Linked DNA regions of Mus musculus: all the other regions are linked to region 1. A link is a contact called in public promoter capture Hi-C data. All regions are on one chromosome and are shown on one strand. The core of a region is the stretch at or near the end of the contact, and the rest is flanking DNA. Distances in the headings are between cores, read along the strand shown. Region 1 holds the start of Rbm4 (RNA binding motif protein 4). Region 2 holds the start of Fkbp2 (FK506 binding protein 2). Region 3 holds the start of Spindoc (spindlin interactor and repressor of chromatin binding).

Evidence for each region. Promoter capture Hi-C pulls out the DNA fragments that hold promoters and counts their contacts.
Region 2: a contact with region 1 is called in a promoter capture Hi-C map of liver, with 3 times the contacts expected there. A contact is called at or near these places in 3 of 39 promoter capture datasets (liver and pre-B cells) and 1 of 9 other capture datasets (liver).
Region 3: a promoter capture Hi-C map of pre-B cells shows a contact between it and region 1, with 4 times the contacts expected there. A contact is called at or near these places in 2 of 39 promoter capture datasets (liver and pre-B cells).

What each region holds. Positions count from the first base shown.
Region 1 is chr19:4,792,715-4,795,414 of GRCm38.p6, reverse strand. It overlaps Rbm4 (RNA binding motif protein 4), which reads left to right and starts at 1,406. Exons shown (of 4, transcript NM_001290122.1): 1 at 1,406-1,599; 2 at 2,595-2,700. The coding sequence starts at 2,606. It overlaps Gm21992 (predicted gene 21992), which reads left to right. Exons shown (of 3, transcript NR_157185.1): 2 at 1,406-1,599.
Region 2 is chr19:6,979,201-6,981,900 of GRCm38.p6, reverse strand. It overlaps Fkbp2 (FK506 binding protein 2), which reads left to right and starts at 1,437. Exons shown (of 6, transcript NM_001166368.2): 1 at 1,437-1,507. It overlaps LOC114841036 (Uncharacterized protein LOC114841036), which reads left to right and starts at 1,461. Exons shown (of 6, transcript NM_001370419.1): 1 at 1,461-2,587. The coding sequence starts at 1,651. The coding sequence ends at 2,451.
Region 3 is chr19:7,381,712-7,384,411 of GRCm38.p6, reverse strand. It overlaps Spindoc (spindlin interactor and repressor of chromatin binding), which reads left to right and starts at 1,386. Exons shown (of 6, transcript NM_001033139.3): 1 at 1,386-1,740. The coding sequence starts at 1,611. 1700105P06Rik (RIKEN cDNA 1700105P06 gene) reads right to left here and starts at 1,409. Exons shown (of 1, transcript NR_045703.1): 1 at 851-1,409.

The sequences.
Region 1 (2,700 bases), core at 157-2,656:
CAGGAATTTTGGCATAAGAAAGATGATTAAACTGAGAGAAAATGATTTCTATACCCTATGCATTTCTGGGTGCATATTGAGATGTGGCTGTGCATTTTAGATCCCCTCTGAAAGGGCCTGTGCAGGACAGCAGAACTTGTATTACAGATCTCAGGTGGCTTTTACTCAGTCTCAGGTGCTGCAGAATGAAGCCATGGCCATATTTAATGTCATATTGTTACTTTTTAAGGGGCCTATTTCCTAGCCTTAAATTATAGACTAATTTTCTGCTATAGAATCCAGTAGCTTATTTTCTGTCTCTGCCTTTTGTTTGACTTTTTCTTTCTTTTGTGGCAGTTTTGGGAGGTAGTATGCTCTATTTGTTATTTTACTCCCAATCATCCTGTTCTCATGAAGTTCCCCCTGCTTTCTGCCTGTTCACCTTTAAGTTCTCCATTCAGCACCTTTCCCGGTTATCTCCATCTTAAGAAGCTGCGTTGCAGAGGGTCATGACTAAAGTTGCTTGCTCAATGAGTATGGGATTATGTGAAGCAGCCAGTGGGTGAGAAAAATGTGATGAGGGAATTTGGACCCTGTGAAGAATGTTCGTTTGTACTTGTTTACAGCTGATTGTCACAAGCCTTTTTTCCAAGGTCAGTTTTAGGGAATTTAAACTTAGTTTTGGCTAATGGAGCCCAATAAAACCAAACAAAATCAAAAATTGCTGTTCCCGTTTTTTGTTTTGTTTTTTGTTTCTTCTCTTGGCGGGGTGAAGTTGGGGTGGGATGGGGTGTCGATTTTCAATCTCTGTTTTTCACACCTTTTGGGGAGGTGGGAGGCTGTTTCCTAAAGGGAACCTTAACCCCTGTGTCTCCTACGTCTCTGACCACCCTATTGTCTGGGCCATTGAACTGTTATCGAAGCTGGATCCACTGACTGTTTTAGAGTTTTAAAATTACATAAAGATACTTATAATTTTGGTAACTTGAGACTCAGAAGGACTACATTGGAAAGTGGGGGTTGCTTTTTAAGTAGGGGCGGGAGCTTGGCTATCGCCGGGAGGTCTGGGTAGGTTGACTGATGCAATATCCACGTTGCGGGGCGTGGTGACGCTCAGCTAGGGACCGGTGCGGAATTGTGGTGACAGAACTTGAATTTTGTCAGGATGTGCACGTGTAAGTGACAAAATGTGAAAGCTTAACAAAGTTGGGAGCCACGAAGCTACAGGTTGCCCCACTGACGCACGGCACCTTGTTCATTCTGCCTAATGGCTGGCCGCGCTTTGAAGAATTCCGCGTTTCTAGCTCCACCTTCAGATGGACCTCTTGCCCAATCAGTGGCTTCAGTTTCACTAGGCTGGGTGCTCATTGGCTTTCATATAAAAGGTCCAGGTTACTGACGTTTCCACCTCTTCCTGGCCTCTCAGGTAATTGGCGTTCCGGGTAACCAATCAGGAAGAGGATCTCCGGGAACGCCAGCCTTTTACTTTACCGAACGGCCAATCCGGTGGGTAGGTTCACCCCTCTTTCTACCCAGAGTCACTGCTGTGGCCGCCGCCATTTTAGCGTTTTGTCAGAACCGTCCGCGCTGCAAGGAGGAGGACCTGCAGGTATCCATGCGGTGAGATACTCCACGTTCTTCCACTGTGTTCTTTTCTCTGTTAAAAAAACTTACCTGACTCCGGTGGGTGTCAGGGTTGGCATAGTGGGGTTGCGGTCTGCGCACCCGTCCCTGAGAGCCGACATCGGTCCTCGACTTAGTGCGGTAAGCCTGAAACAACCTTCCTCCAAGTCCTCGTTCTCTACTCCCGGAATAGCTTTCTTTTGTCCACCTTACCCTCTGCTTTGCTCAATCTTCTTTGGGGTTTCCACCTAGATAAATCTTAGATTTAGGCTGGAGAATCTGTCATGCCCTGGGCATTGTTGGCTTCCTCACCAAACTGTAGCACCAGTCTTTGACCAGTTCTTCTGTAGGAGCCTGTAATGACATGCCCCACCCCCACCCCCACCCCAGAGGACTCCTCCTACTCGGGCATTTTCTATATTTCCCTGCTTTTTATCTGGTTGATCCCGGAACTCACTACTCCGAGTGAAATTCCCACTTTTCCGGAAATGGTTGCTAAGAGAGGAAGAGCTAATTTGAAGTAATTATAATTAGCAAGTCTAGTAGTTAGAATCTTGTTTTCAAATGTCAAAGTGAGTAGCTCTCAGTACCTGTAGCATTTTTTTTATTTATGCTGAAAACTTAGAGCGTTATTCCTTTGTCTGGGGCAGGGGAAGTGTAACTCAGTGGCGGAATACTTGCCTATAATGTACCGTGCTGTAGGTTGGAGCCACACCGCAAAATCCCCTTTGTCTACAAAAGTCTGCCTTGTTACATTTTTCCTCTTTATAGAACTTCTTGTGAGAAATAGAAGCAGGCTCTTGTTGAACTCCACATTTGTTACTGATTGGAGATGTAAGAGCATGCCTGTAGGAGAAAACTTTTGGGACTATGTGCTAAAGTGAAAGGAGATGATGGGAGCCATTTATTTATTTGATTTTTTTTTTCCCTTTTTTTAACAGTTGCTATGGACTTGAGGTCTTCTCCTAAAAATCTTGTTTCTCTACTTGCAGGCTGTGTGGAGATGGTGAAGCTGTTCATTGGAAATCTGCCCCGGGAGGCCACAGAGCAGGAGATCCGCTCACTCTTCGAGCAGTACGGGAAGGTGCTGGAATGTGA
Region 2 (2,700 bases), core at 188-2,687, 2.2 Mb before region 1:
TCCACCTGCCTCTGCCTCCCAAGTGCTGGGATTAAAGGCATGCGCCACTAATGCCCGACTGGAAAGCCTTTTTAAAGAAACACACCCAGAGTCTTCTCCACCTACAATCCCTGGCATCCCAGGATTCATCAGCTGCTGTTTGAGATTCCTAACCTACTTGGTCCAGGCTCAGTGTCTACCCTTCTCCACTGTCCTGGGTAGTGTGGGAAGGCTAGCGAAGCACCAAGGCTTTGGCCTGCTACAGAACATTCAGGGACAGAAGTAACTGAAAGTAGCCGCCCTAATGAAGGGACTGACACTGAGGTCATGATCTTGGTGGTATCAAAGCAGGAGTAGGGTAAACTAAAGAATTCCTCAAGATGATGATCATCACATAATTACTTACCCATCCATGAGAGTCTCACATAGCCTGCATGACCTTAAACTTCCTGGCTTCATACATGTTTGGCAAATATTACTGATTTACTGCATCTTCAGCCCTGATGCTGCTTTTGAACTTTCTCTTTTAAGAAAATGTCTCCTGTATCCTAGGCTGACTCAGAATTCTTCATGTAGCTGGAATGTCCTTGAATTTCTGATCCCTCTATATCTACCTCTAGAGTGTTGACATTACAGTCATGGGACAGCACACCATTTTTTATCATGTTTAAATAACTTTCTCAGCAGTGATATTGGTGATCATGCTCTGGCTCAGTGAAGGTTAGGATTTGAGAGCTAAACATTCAGAACCCACTAAGCTTCATCAGATATGCAGTATGCTTCTCTTGGGGTCAACATCATGATTATCTTCCATTGGTATCTGAATAAATGGTCTTAGCAGGGCAAACGGCCTAAGACGGGTATGAAATCACTAGACTCCATAGCCTAACTCAGGTTTGGCTTCCTCTAAATTTCAGGATCTTTAGGTTAGAGAATGTGTCTCCTGGGCAGTGAATGATAGACCTGGCCCAGGAGACGTTTGTTCACCCACAGATGAGACTTGACACTGTAGACCACAAGATGAAAGGGGTCCGCATAGCTCAGGGCCATGTGGTATGGGTGTCATAGAGCGCACCACCAAAAGAACGAACTTAGTCAAGGTCACGCAGCCAGCCAAGAAATGAAAGAACTAAGATTCAAATCCGGGTTGTCGCTCCGAACCCCTAGCCTCTTCCCACAACAACTACCCAAAGGCGTGCCGGTCAGGAAGTCAGCACGGTGCCTGCTAGAACCCCTCCAGGCGCGTGCAGTCATACTTGCTTGACCATGTCACCTTGGCTGGAACTGCCTTCTGTCTCTCGGACACAACTTTTGCCAAACTAGACCCGGAATCTGAACCCCGGAAGTGACGTTGTCACGCAGTCACTCAGGAGGCAGGGCCAAATGAGAAGCCCCGCCCATAGATGCAGCAGCGGGTTTTGGACGGTCCAATGAGGGCGGGCAGCGTGTCCCGCCCTGTAGCGACGAAGACGCGCCTGCGCAGAAGTGACAGCACGAGCGGGATTGGCTCCGGGGGCGCGGCGAGGAGGTGAGCGGGGGGCCACAGCCCAGGCTGGGGGATCCGGGTGCAGGAGGGCAACCTGGGGCAGGCCGGCCTGAAGCGGGCCGGAGTCCGCGTGCCAGCCAGGGGCAGCAAACGAAGGAATTGGGGCTGGGGTCCGGCCTCTGGCAATGCCGCAGGGGGCGGGCTCTCACGCCGTACGGGGCGGAGCCCTGGGGCTCGGGGCGGGGCGCGGAACAGCGGTGGGAGGGACAACGGAGCCAGTGCGAGTTGAGGGCGGAACCCAGTGGCCCATAGCTGGAGTAGGAGGCGTGGGGGGCGGGGCTTGGGGTTTAGAGGAGGAGCTGGAGCAGGTGGAAAGTGGAGCCTTTGGCTCGGAGACAGAGGGCGTGAGATCCCAGTCGTTGGAGGTGGGACTTCAGTCAGTGAGTGGCGTGGCCCCTCTGCTGGAGACTAGGTCTAACATTGCGGAGGGTGGAGCTGCAGGTCAGGGGGCGGAGCTTCACGCCGTAAAGGGTGGGGCCAAGGAGCCTTGCGCAGAGCTAAGCTTGAGCTATGGCCGGGGGCGTCCACGCGGGGGCGGTCTCCGTGGTGGCCGCGCCTGGGGTCGCGGTAGACCGAGAACTCCCCCTGGAGAGGTGGTGTGGGTGGAGCGAGCTCGGCGCCCTGCTGACTCTGAGCCAGTTTGGGTTCCCCGGAGGCCCCCAAGAGCTCAGAGTTGGGGAGGTGCCCCTGGTGGAGGAGGCACGGGGCCGGACTGGGGGGTGCCCCCGGAGGACCGGGGCTCCTCAGAGCCACCTAGTGGAGATGTGTGGGTGCCTCGGGGCCGAACACCTGCAGCAGCCGCAGATGTGTGGGTGTGCTGGACAGGGGGCAGCTGGGTGTGGCGGGAGTGGGGTCGTCCAGTCGGGACAAATCCGGTGCAATCAGATAGGGTTTGGACTTTGCGTAAAGGGGCTAGCGGGAACTGAAGAACGGAGATGGGGACTGGGAGGGAGAGAAGGTCAGGTAGTGAGCAAAGGGAGGGGGCACTGGCTGCTGTGGCCTCCCCTGACCCCCTCCCCTCGCTGCTGGGGTCCTCGGTCAAGCCCCCTTCTCACTGGACTGGTAAGTGTGGCTACAGAGCCCAGGGGAGGGGGTGGTGACCCAGGACTGTGGGATTCCCCAGAAACAGGCAAGATATAATGGGGAGTTGGCGTCCTCCTGATACAGACTGAAGA
Region 3 (2,700 bases), core at 137-2,636, 2.6 Mb before region 1:
ACTCAGGAGGGACAGAGGGAGGGAAATAACAGGCTTTTCTTTTTCTTGCCTTTCAGGCCTTAGTCACAATCTCCCGGAAGCTTGAGTCCTGTAGCCAGCCCACTGCAAAAACAGAACAGACTACCTACCCAGAGGCATTGGGCAAAAAGCAAAGAACAGCCTTTAGGTAAGAACTATCCAGGCCTAGGAAATTGCTTGATTTGGAGTATCTTTTTAGTACTGGGTACATTTCAAAGTAATAGAAATTTCCTCAGTTCTTTCTATTGTGGCTGCTGTATGTGGTGTCAGCTCAGACCTTTAATCCTTGTGCCAGGGGAATGGAGGGAGGAGGAAAAGGTTTGGGGCAAGCAGGGTTACACAGATTCCAGGTCAGACTGACATGAAAGTGAGTCCTTATCTCAACAAAATAAAAGCTGGTTATGCAGTGGATGGGGGGGGGGTGGGTATGCCCAGGGCGCGCGCGCACACACAAACACACACACACACACACACACACACACACACACACACACACACAATATACGGTAAGTGAACTGTTTCTCTTCTGTCCCCTAGCCTCCTACATCATCCACAATTACTGTTTCTGGGCTGATAATTACTGTTGGTAGCACTTAAAATCAGAATTTTGAGTGCCAGACATTTTTGCCGTTTCTCAGCTGAAATCTAGCGTGTCTGGTGTGTGTATGTGTGTGGGGAGGGGATGTTATGCAGAAGTGTAAGTGCCCATTGTGACAGTCTTCACTCAGGCACGAATGCCAGGCAGCAGCGCCATAGCAACCGGATCCCGGTCTTGGAGGCTCTCAGGGGATTTGCTGTGTCCTGGGAAAAGGCCACACTCTCTGGACTCACGTTTTTTGTTTTGTTTTGTTTTTAACGTAAATTATATCCATCGGAAGCGGTTTACACACGCCCACACGCCACTCTTGTCCTCTTCATCTTCTAGAATCTTTGTTTAGGAGGATCCAAAGTGATTTTTCTTTCCCTAAAGCGTATGTGCTAGTAGAAAGGAACGAGGCCCAAAGAAATTAGAAGAGATGTCTCCACACTTCTGAGCCTATGTATCCTTCACACATCCCCACCGGTCTTTTCTCGTCTGTGTTGCCTCCCAGGCAGGCAGCTAGTCAGGGGAAAGCCAAGAAGTAAGATGCCGAGCAGCCCTTTCCTCCAGCCATTGGTGGGGATGCCCTACCGGGTCTCCAAGGCTGCCGGCGCCGCTCCCAGGAAAACTCCAGGCTTCGCCGCCGAGCAAACCGGCCAGAGACAAACGCGCTGCACAGGGTTCTGGCCCAGACCTGTGGCTGGGGCGGGGCTAGGGGGCGTGTCCTCACGTGATTGGCCAGCCTGGTCTGGAGGCGGGACTGCCGGACGGACGCTGACAATGAGCCTCCATAAAAGGGAGCGGCGGGGTTGGGGGCCCCGGATCGAACCCTCCCCGCCCGGGGTCGTGACGCGTTGAAGCCCGTGGCTGGCGGGGCGGCCGGGCGAGCGGCGGGTGAGCTAGGCGAGCCGCGGGCCCGGGGTGGTCCGGGGCAGGAGGCGGCCGCCACAGGCGGTGCGCCGAGGTCTGTGCGAACGTCCTCGGCTATCCGGTCGCCCTTCTTCGCCTCGCCATGGCCCTGAAAGCCAAGGGCGCCGCGGCTCTGGATTGCTTCGAGGTGACGCTCAAGTGTGAGGAAGGGGATGATGACGACGAGGCCGTGGTGGTGGCCGTGATCCCGCGGCCCGAGCCGATGCTCCGAGGTGAGGGGGGGGACACCTCACTTCCGCTTGGTGGTCCGGGACTAGATCTCCAGGTCCCGGTCCCCGGTTCCCGGTCCCCAGGCGCTTCCCTGGGCCGGCATCTGCAGCCCCAGAGGGCCCTTCCCTGTCCGGTCCGCGGCTACGGCGCCCTCGCTCCTCCCCCACCGGGTTTGGAATCCCAGGCCTCTCGGAGCCCCCCTTCCTCCGCCGCCCCTCCCCCGCTCAGGGTCTAGAGACTTCCATCCACACCGAAGGAGCGGTTCAGGTCTTCCGGTTCCCTGCGCCCCCTCGGGCCCAGAGTAGAGGCCGGATTCCCAGTACAGTGGTTTGTGCCCGGCTGTTGTCTCCCGGTTCCGGTCTGTTTCTTAGGCCGAGGGGCGACCAGGCCTCTAGGCCCCAGGCTAGTCCCCCGTAGTGATAACGGAGGTGAAGGCTGGCGCGGCTGGCGACCTCCAGAGAGGGGAAATAACCCAGTAAGTAGAAGCCTCCACCCGTCCTCAATCCTCTAGGCCTTCTGTTTCAGGAGCCACAGGTGTCAAGTCTAAAACCCGGCATTTGAATGGAATTGCTAGTAGCACCCCGTTTGAGAAAAGCGGGACTTGCTTGGGGGTGGGTAACAAGCCATGTCATCTACATGGAGATTAGTCACCAAAGGAGGTGTTTGAGGGACAATCTGGGAATACATTGCTCTCCCTTCCCGTCCTCCTTCCCCAGCCTCTCTGGTCCAAAGGAGAAAACAAAGAGCTACCTTTGTGGAAGATAATTAGTCATGAAAAATGCAAATATTTCCTTAGGGTGGAATACCTGTTTCCCTTAAGCATGACAGTACCCAGAATAGATTGAGAACCAAATTGGTCATTGTGTTTCTTTAACTCATTTTTGGAGATGGGAGGGAAGGTTAGGAAATTGGGGGGTGGGGCACATTCCTCTCACTGTTTGGTGCATCACACAGGTTATTTT